Linked DNA regions of Canis lupus: region 1 is linked to region 2. A link is a contact called in public Hi-C data. All regions are on one chromosome and are shown on one strand. The core of a region is the stretch at or near the end of the contact, and the rest is flanking DNA. Distances in the headings are between cores, read along the strand shown.

What was found. Hi-C and Micro-C count contacts between places; a contact is called where the count stands out from the background.
Region 1: a contact with region 2 is called in a Hi-C map of skin fibroblasts, with 2.2 times the contacts expected there. The contact joins two enhancer-like sites. A contact is called at or near these places in 2 of 9 Hi-C or Micro-C datasets (amygdala and skin fibroblasts).

What each region holds. Positions count from the first base shown.
Region 1 is chr10:12,823,568-12,827,922 of UU_Cfam_GSD_1.0, forward strand. The region is part of intron 6 of PTPRR (receptor-type tyrosine-protein phosphatase R); the gene reads right to left. Among named protein-coding and RNA genes, the nearest start is that of PTPRB, 72 kb to the left of the region's middle. Within about 2 kb of position 1,329, at least 4 of the 20 cell types and tissues checked have an H3K27ac peak or open chromatin away from gene starts, as enhancers often do.
Region 2 is chr10:12,135,389-12,139,543 of UU_Cfam_GSD_1.0, forward strand. MYRFL (myelin regulatory factor-like protein) reads left to right here. Exons shown (of 22, transcript XM_038549569.1): 4 at 3,542-3,692. Among named protein-coding and RNA genes, the nearest start is that of MYRFL, 14 kb to the left of the region's middle. Within about 2 kb of position 2,208, at least 2 of the 20 cell types and tissues checked have an H3K27ac peak or open chromatin away from gene starts, as enhancers often do.

The DNA of each region.
Region 1 (4,355 bases), core at 79-2,578, 690 kb after region 2:
AGCTCTCCACGAGCACACCGACCGACTCTTTGGTGATTCTACGCCCTGAGTTGACCCTTGTTCTAAATGTCTTCAAATCCTGGTGTGGGAAATACGGAGAAGGAACAAAGCAGCAGAGTCGGTTCTCAAAATAAAGGAGACACAGATGAATAAATGGTCCAACACTCTTCTGCCCTTTGGGAAGTTCATCCTGGTTATGGGCTCACCAGGGCTGCTTCCCGTCCCACCCACTTCTTTCCTGCTTTCTTACCACCACAACCCAGGGCACTTTTAGGTCTTGTGCCTAGGACTTGCAAATGCCTTGGGTGAGTAAGAATGCTTTTCCTGTGTAAGAACACAAGACATTTTAGGAACAGGAAAAGCCTATCCGGTCCAACATACCTGCCCTTTTTAGGTTTATCTTAATCTCACCTTCCTGTATTGTTACCTTCCTTCGTCTTCCTATACAGAAAAAAAAAAAAAAAAAAAAAGGCCAAAAAATCCCTCCACCACATTGCATTGCATTTCTCATGATCTTTGCTATCGCTAGGCCTGATAAAATCAGACCTACATCGTAGTCCCTCTGTCTTTAGAACCGATGACTTCTGGGAATAGTCAGCAAGCCTAGGAAGACAGTTGTACAATATTTCTCTTTATGGAGTCCTAAACTGAGTTTGAAAGAGGAGGCTCCAGAGAAGCTGGGCTTCGAGGGATGGGAAGGTCATCCAGCTTGAGTTTTTACGCTTCGATTTCAATTGAGTTGCCGGCTTTGTCCCACTCTGGGTTAGGACATTGGCTTCCAGAGTGCTCAGTGGTAAGGGGCATGTTTATGTGCAATGGGAACACAAGCTGGAAGCAAACACGCAGGTGGCTACCGAGGAATCACAAACAGCAGAGACCTGTTAAAAAGCTTAACATTCTCCGAGCCTTTCCTTGTCCCCGTCACACGCTTTGTATCTGGAATTCCCAATAAGCTGGGCTAAGCCCCTCACCCTTGTGAATCAGCTGAACTGTTCATTCAACAGATGTTTCATTACTTGAGAAAAAACACACACTTTGAGTGAAAAAAGCTCAAGGATGTGCCTTTCCCACAAAACCTTAGGAGGGACCCCCGGCAGCGTTTATATTTAGTGTCTGCAAGTCTCACGCCCTGGAGTTTTACTTTTTAACTGTGCAGGTCAACAAATCACTGAGAAGACACCCAAACTGTCTGCCAGATGTCGACCACTGATTAATTTGTCTTAAGTTCAGCCAAAAGGGAAGAAAATACGATGGGTGGGGCATGAATAGCAAGCACAATCAACATCTGACCAACCAGGGTTTCCTGTCACCATGGGAACAAAATTGATTGGCACTGGTTTCCTGTGTACAAGTCAAAAACCAGTAGCAACTGCAGTAACAAGAATCAACTACAGATAAGAGACGTGGAAATTAAATCAAGTCATGTCATCAAAACTTCAGCTTGGAACCCTGAGCAGAAAAGTCCCGAGATAACTTTGGAGGTCGCTTTTTTCCCTTACGACTATCTCATATTTGCAGCCTATTTACTTCGAATGTTGCCACGTGTGGCACGGGCCCTGAGGTCGTTAGGAAAGGACAGGAGAATTCACACTTAGGACGGGGCTTATGCGTCTTGCCCAAGACTCAGTATTTCCCATCCTTCAAGAGAGAACAGTTTTCGAATGCTCTGGAGAGGACTTCTGTTTCAGTTTTGACACTACCTTGGAGTCCAGCTCCAGAGGGCACCTTTCGCACAAGGACGGGCCCGGGGATGCACCCAGGTGACATGTCCCAGGTATAAGGCGTAACTGAAGCTTGCAAAATCTAAAATCACAGGAGACTTAAAAACCGAGCCAGAGTGGCAACATTTTCCTTTTTTTGGTTTGTTTTTACAGTTTCCCTGAAGCCCCTGGCTGCTCTGGCCGTGGGTGCTGAATGGCAGTCCCACCCCAGCGGCGCGTTGGCGAACACCAGCCCCCTGCCTTGAGCGTGGGTTCTCCAGGCTGATTTCTTGTTGCCTGATTCAGCAGTCACAGGGCCTTCGGGAGCATCGAGGCCCGTGGGGTTCCCAAATGGGGGGCAGCCACACACCGAGCAGTGTGGTCACTTGCCCTTTCTTTCTCAAGAGTTCGCGGAAACTCTAAAAAACGTTAAACGCGCCACATGTAGAGGTGGGGTCATGGCAAGTCGTTGAGGAATAACACAACAGGGGAGAAAAACATCTGCAGAACAGACGATCCTTTTTACCAGCAACTTATGGTTAAGAGTGGATTTTGGAGTCACACTGCCCAGGTTCCGCACCTTACGACTGTGAGATCTCGGGCAGGTGACTTGGCCTCCATGGACCTCAGTTTTTGCATCTGGAAGATGGGCGCACACTGAGCAGGCTTAGTTGGGGGATGATTGCGAGGATTCATGCAGATGATAAATCTAAAATACCCGGGACAAAATCGGGCCCCCGGTGGGAGCCACGTCCCCCCACCAGGCTTTACTCATAGCACAGTTGCCCCCATGCCCCGGCCACCGTGGGCCCAGCTGCTGCGAGTGCCCCAGCTCCTACAAGGTCATGGCCATGGCCACGGCTCCCCTGTGCCCCCCGCAGCCCCACTGCTCCCATCCTCTTAGGACCACGGTTGCTGTCTGTGCACACGGTTATTGCCTTGTCCTCAGCCACGCGTACTGTGTGGTAAGCCAGCAGGCCACGTGTGTGCATGAAAGTCTTCACTAAAAGTCGGTGGCGGTTGTCTCTGGGGGTCAGACTGGCTGCGAGAGAACTCCTGCGGTTTTGTTTGGGCTTAAATATGCTTTCAGAGTTTCTGCAAGAAGAACATGTTACACGTAGAGTTCATTAAAAATCGACAAAAATCTAAGGGCACTAGCGGCTCAGTTGGTTAAGTGACCCTCTCTTGATTTCGGCTTAGGTCATGGTCTCAAGGTTGTGGGATGGAGCTGCCCACCCGCCCGCCCCCCGTGGGGCTCAGGACGCACATGTCAGGGAGCCTGCTTACGATTCTCTCCCCCCCGCCCCCCTCCCTTCCCCTCCGTAAGAAAAAGAAATCGTCAAAAATTTGTAAGAGCTCGAGAAGCATCGAGGTCTCATATTTACCAACATTTGGTATTGCCTCATGGCCAACCCTCACCAAGAAAGGAAGGGTGTAGAAGGCCTCCCTTTGCAGTGCGCAGAAGGCAGCTTCTAGATCGCCCTCTTATAAAATGAGCATGAAGACATAAGGCCAGGAGACAGTTTATTTGCCCTCCTTGTACTAAGATCACAGACGGCATTTAGTCACTGACTTATTTCATTGTTATTTTTATCTCATGTCAAACCTTTCCTCACTTATCTTTATGTCTAAGGAGAAATATTTTTGATAAGAGGAGAGATCTTTTGTACATTTTAGCCAAGCTATTCCCAGGAGAATGCCCTTGGGTTGGCCCATAGCTCAGTTTTGAACAATTACCCTGACATTATCCTGAAAACAATCCCTGTGAGTTCTACCAAGAATAAATAAAGCACAATAGGGTAAAATTATCCTCCAAGTGAGGAAAGGCAGTTATATTTTAGTCAGGAAATCTAAGGCTTTTCTTCTCAATATGCGCTGTTCTTACGCTCTGTCACTGAAGAATTCACAATGTGGATGAAAAATTCAGATCCCCCAGTTATTGATTTGGGGACTGAATATTGAAAAAAAAAAAAAAAGTACCCATAGCCAAGTTGAGTGAGTTTATGAACTGACAACTGTCCTTGTAGAACAAATGGTTGTAATAGGATGGAGAAGATAGAGGGAAGGAATGGAAAAGCATTCAGAGCAGGTGATTATTCTTAGAATAATGACAAAGCAACGCTTAATCTAGTTACTGTTCCCTTTACCAACTGTTGAAGGCTTAAATATCTGATTTTAGGACACAGAGAGGCCAGATGAGGACTTTATTTCTAGACTATTTGTCAAGTTCTAGGATGAATGGGTTCACACTCAGATCTCTAGCATAGCTCCTGTTAAAGGCAAACTCTTTGCCAAGAAAGAGCCTTTCGAATGAATGCCTGACCAGGCCAACACAGGACAATCACAGTCAAATAATATTGCTTCTTGTGTAGACTCACATCACAGAAAGGTCATGATGATGTGATGTTTTCGATCTAACTTTGTGGGAGATCTTCCAGGAGCCCCAAGCTAACACCCAGTAAAGAGTGATTCTTTATCTTCCTCGCTTTCCTTCTCCTCTTCCCCCTTTTCCTTTTTCATCTGCTTACTCTTTTTTTTGGCTTATACTTTGGTCAACTTAATTCAAGAAAATTTCATCAAGAATCCAATTTGGTGCAACAAATACCCAATATGTACCTACCATAAGCAACACATTTTAAGGGAAAAATCAAGTTT
Region 2 (4,155 bases), core at 958-3,457:
GTTTCCACATTTGTTAAATGACACGAGGAATCCTGACCTCCTAACCACTCGGTAAATCAGTTTGGCTGCATGGACTAATGCATATCCTATGTCCCCGTCATTCCACTGCTAGGAATATGTCTTCCAGAAATATGCAGGTACACCCACTAAAAGACACACAAAAATATCCATAGCAGCATTACTTATAATATCCACGAACTGAAAATAACCCAAATGGCCATCAAAGGCAGGAGAAGGGACGGCTGGGGGGCTCAGTGGTTGAGCATCTGCCTTCGGCTCAGGGCGTGACCCTGGGGTCCCGGGATCAAGTCCCGCATGGGGCTCCCTGCAGGAAGCCTGCTTCTCCCTCTCCCTGTGTCTCTGCCTCTCTCTCTGGGTCTCTCAGGAATAAATAAATACAATCTTAAAAAAAAAAAAAGGCGGGATAAATTGTGGTACATTCCTCCAGTAATAGAGATGACAAATGACTGCCATTTGCAACAACAATGAGTGAATCCCATAAACACAATATTGGGCAAAAGAAGCCAACACATAAGAGTATGTATCATAGGATTCCATTTCTATAAACTCCTCTATGGCATTAGATTTCAAAATAGTCATTTGTCTTGGGCAGGAGGAAGTAGTAGCTGGAAGAGGACACGAGAGTGTCTTCTAGAGGGCTGGACATGTCCTATTTCTTGGCCCAACGCTAGTTACCCAGTATAATTCACTTTATTAGGAAGCATCAAATTGCATACTAATGATCTCGCATAATAATACATTCTTTTTTTATGTATATTGTACTTAGTCAAGAAAGCTTATTGAAAAAACAAAAAGGTATCCTTACCTTGCAGAGTTGATGAGGAGCTATGCCAAGTGTGTGGGTGCGCTTGGGGACAGCGGTGGTGGAGACAGCACACGAGAGTAGTAGATGTTCTTATTAGTGTGAACAGTGATAGGTCCCAGCATTGGGCTCAGGCTTTTTTTTTTTTTTTTTTAAGATTTTATTTATTTATTGAGAGAGACACACAGAGAGAGAGAGACAGAGACAGAAGCAAGCTCCCTGTAAGGGGCCGGATGTGGGACTCGATCCGGATCCTGGGATCATGCCCCGAGCTGAAGGCAGATGCTTAACCACCGAGCCACCCAGGCTCAGGCTTTTGCCTTGAAGTTCAGTGTGGCCTGGGGCCCGGGGTCTCACCAGCGGACATCCAGCTCCTCCTGCGGGGAAGCCTGGCTGTGTCGGTCCCGTGGGAGCGGTGCCCCATCCCTTTGCTGCTGTAATGAGAAAAAGCAGGAAAGGCCCGATCCTTGACCTTGCTACCACGAGTGAGTGAGGAAGGGCCCCAGTTAGTGATTGTCACTCAGGCACTCGGTGTGAGTTATTCCACCTCCGACTGAGTTCTCACGAAGGCCAAGAGCAGAAGTATTGGCCAAGGCTTCTTAGAAACAGCCGAGGCACCTGAGCTGAAGCAAGGCCACGTGATGATGATGACAGGCCACTGGTAAGTCAAAGTGCCACCGTTTAGGCCCTTACTGGGGATAGACAGGCGCTGAGCATGGATGGACGTAACCCGTTGAATCCTTCAGCAGCCCCGGGAGGCTGTTACTCCCGTTTTGTAGATGAAGAACCTGAAGCCCAGAGACCTGAAACCATTTGCCTGGATTGTACATCTGGTGAGTGTGGAGTTGTGACTCAGGCCCAGGCCCGTCGGATTCCAGACTCCAAGCTCTTGAACTTCTTTTAGCCTCTTTTTCCGCTGGAGGACAGAGGAAGAAAAGATGGGAGGATAGTGTCTTCCTTTCTCGGGATTTTGTCTAAGCAGGAGAACCCTGGAAGGTGTTTGTGTGTGTGTATGTGTATGTGTGTGTGTGTTTTGAAAAGTTTTTAGGTCTGGTAACTTTTGGAGGAGTGACAGCCTGAAGAGAGGTCCTTGCGCTGCTGACCTTCTACAGTCCAAGCCAGGAAAACGGTTTTCATGATTTTGCAAAATCATTTCAAAATGGTTGTTTACAAAAACTGAAAAAAAAAAAAAGTTGTTTTCCTTAGGTGACATGTAATAGAGAGATACCCCCATAAGCCTATTTTCTATGACATTTGAGACCAAAGACAACCTGCAACAGCTGTGTTACTTATTCATTTGAGGAAGTCCTCAGTGCAAGTGTAAAGAAAGGAAGTTGGGAGGGCGAAAGCCAACCCAGCATTTACCAACCCGTGGGCTCAGGGCACGCTCCACAGGAACTCATGTCACACTTCTGTGTTGGTGCTTACAGCCTGCACCTGAGCTTACGAACACCCACTATTTCCCTCTCACTCCTGAAGTCAGGCATGAGTGATTGGAGGGGGATTAAAAGAGAAACAGAAAACATACCAATAGAATTTACACCAAGATTATCCAAGGGTGAATCACACGGTCTGGAGGCATACTCAAATTAAGACAATTTGCAAGGATTATGCAAAAATAGTAGCTTGCGCCTGTGAAATTGCTGTTATTTTAACATGTGAAAATAGCAATTTAGTATTGTCAATACTACATACTTTCGACCCTTTCTGTCACTTTATCTTGGCTTTAGCTTCTGGAAGCGCTTTCACTTGTACTATGATAGTCTCTCTGCTTGTATAACGTTGCAAGATGGGCAAGACATCTGCTTTAATTTCTGTTTTTGCTGTTGAGGGAAGTAAGACCCTAAGTGAATAAATAGCTCATCTAAGTTCAGAAAGCTAGTGCCACAAGGGACCTGTAACGGATTAGATGTAGTGGTTGCAATGAACAAAAACAAAGAAACAAAGGACAAAATCCCCAAAACCTCAAAGTGCCTTAAGCAAAAAACAAACAAAAAACAAAACTGGAGGATTCCTTGGCTCCTGTAACCCAAGAGTTTAGAATTGGATCCCAGAACTCCAATCACGACATCAGAACTGGGTGCCCTTCATTCTCAACCCTGCCTTCTGCTGTGTGGGCTACGGTCCCAGACAGGCTTTTCCTTCACATACCAAAATGGTGCCAGCAGCTCTTGGGGCTGTGATCTCATGGGTTTAAAGCTCATAGCAAAGAGTCAGCATCTTGGAACCCGTGTCCCCTGAAGGGCTGAGGTCCACTCTGCTTGGATTGGCTTGGGCCATGAGTCTACCTGACGCAGTTATCCATGCAAGTAGTGAATGCTGTACTTTAACTGGTCCAGCCTGGGCCCCCGTACCCTCCTCCGGCTGGGAGTGGACTCCACTGGAACCACGTTGACTGGAAGAGGGGAGATGCTGTGCAGGAAGTAGAGTAGATAGATACTGAGGGCAGAGTTTCCACCAAGTACTCATGATGGCATCATAGAGATCACTGACCCCAAACTGCTCTTGTTACAGATGAGGAAACAAGGCTAGCCACATGTCTCCTGCCTCCCAACACTTGTCACTTTCTACATGGTCACTCTTCCTCATACGCGGCCAGTTCATTTGCTCCATGCAACTGTCTGTGAGTCCAGGAAAAACAGCCTTGGAAGAAGGATCTAACACTGATTTCTTTTTTTTTTTTTTTTAAATTTTTTTTTAACACCGATTTCTTTGCAGTGACAAGTAGGAGTCACAGCAGTGAAGTGCAAGACTACGACAGTGAGGGGCTGAACGTGATGCCTGTGGACCAGTGTTCTCCTACTCTGAAGTGGCAGCCATACCAAAGTGTTCCTTGGCACAGTTTATTAAATGGTCATTATGAAAAACTGTAAGTGGTCCAGGACCCCCTGGTGGCGTACTGGAGAGTGAGGGAAGAAAGGCAGTGCTAACTCTCAAGACTAAATCCAAATATTTGGGCTTTGATGCCACCCCTGATCAAATAGAAGGGGGTCAATGAGAAAGTGTGTCTTACTCCTTATGTTTTGCAGTCCAGCTAATGAGTAGCTGGGGCATGGGCTTCTGGCTTTTTGGAATCCACATTATAATCCCAACTCATTATAATTTACCCACTAAATGATGGAGGGAGAGCAAATCTTTTTGAGATCATATACCCAGTTCAAACTAAAAGCTGGAAAATAGGGATTTCCCGAATCAGTAACATTTAAGCCTGCAGCTGATTTAAAATTCCACAGAATACTGTTTTGGGGGCCACGTTAAATTGCTAGCTGGTGACATCCCCCTCTCCCAATATCTATGTTGTGAATCAGTATGTCAAGCTCATTGTCAATATA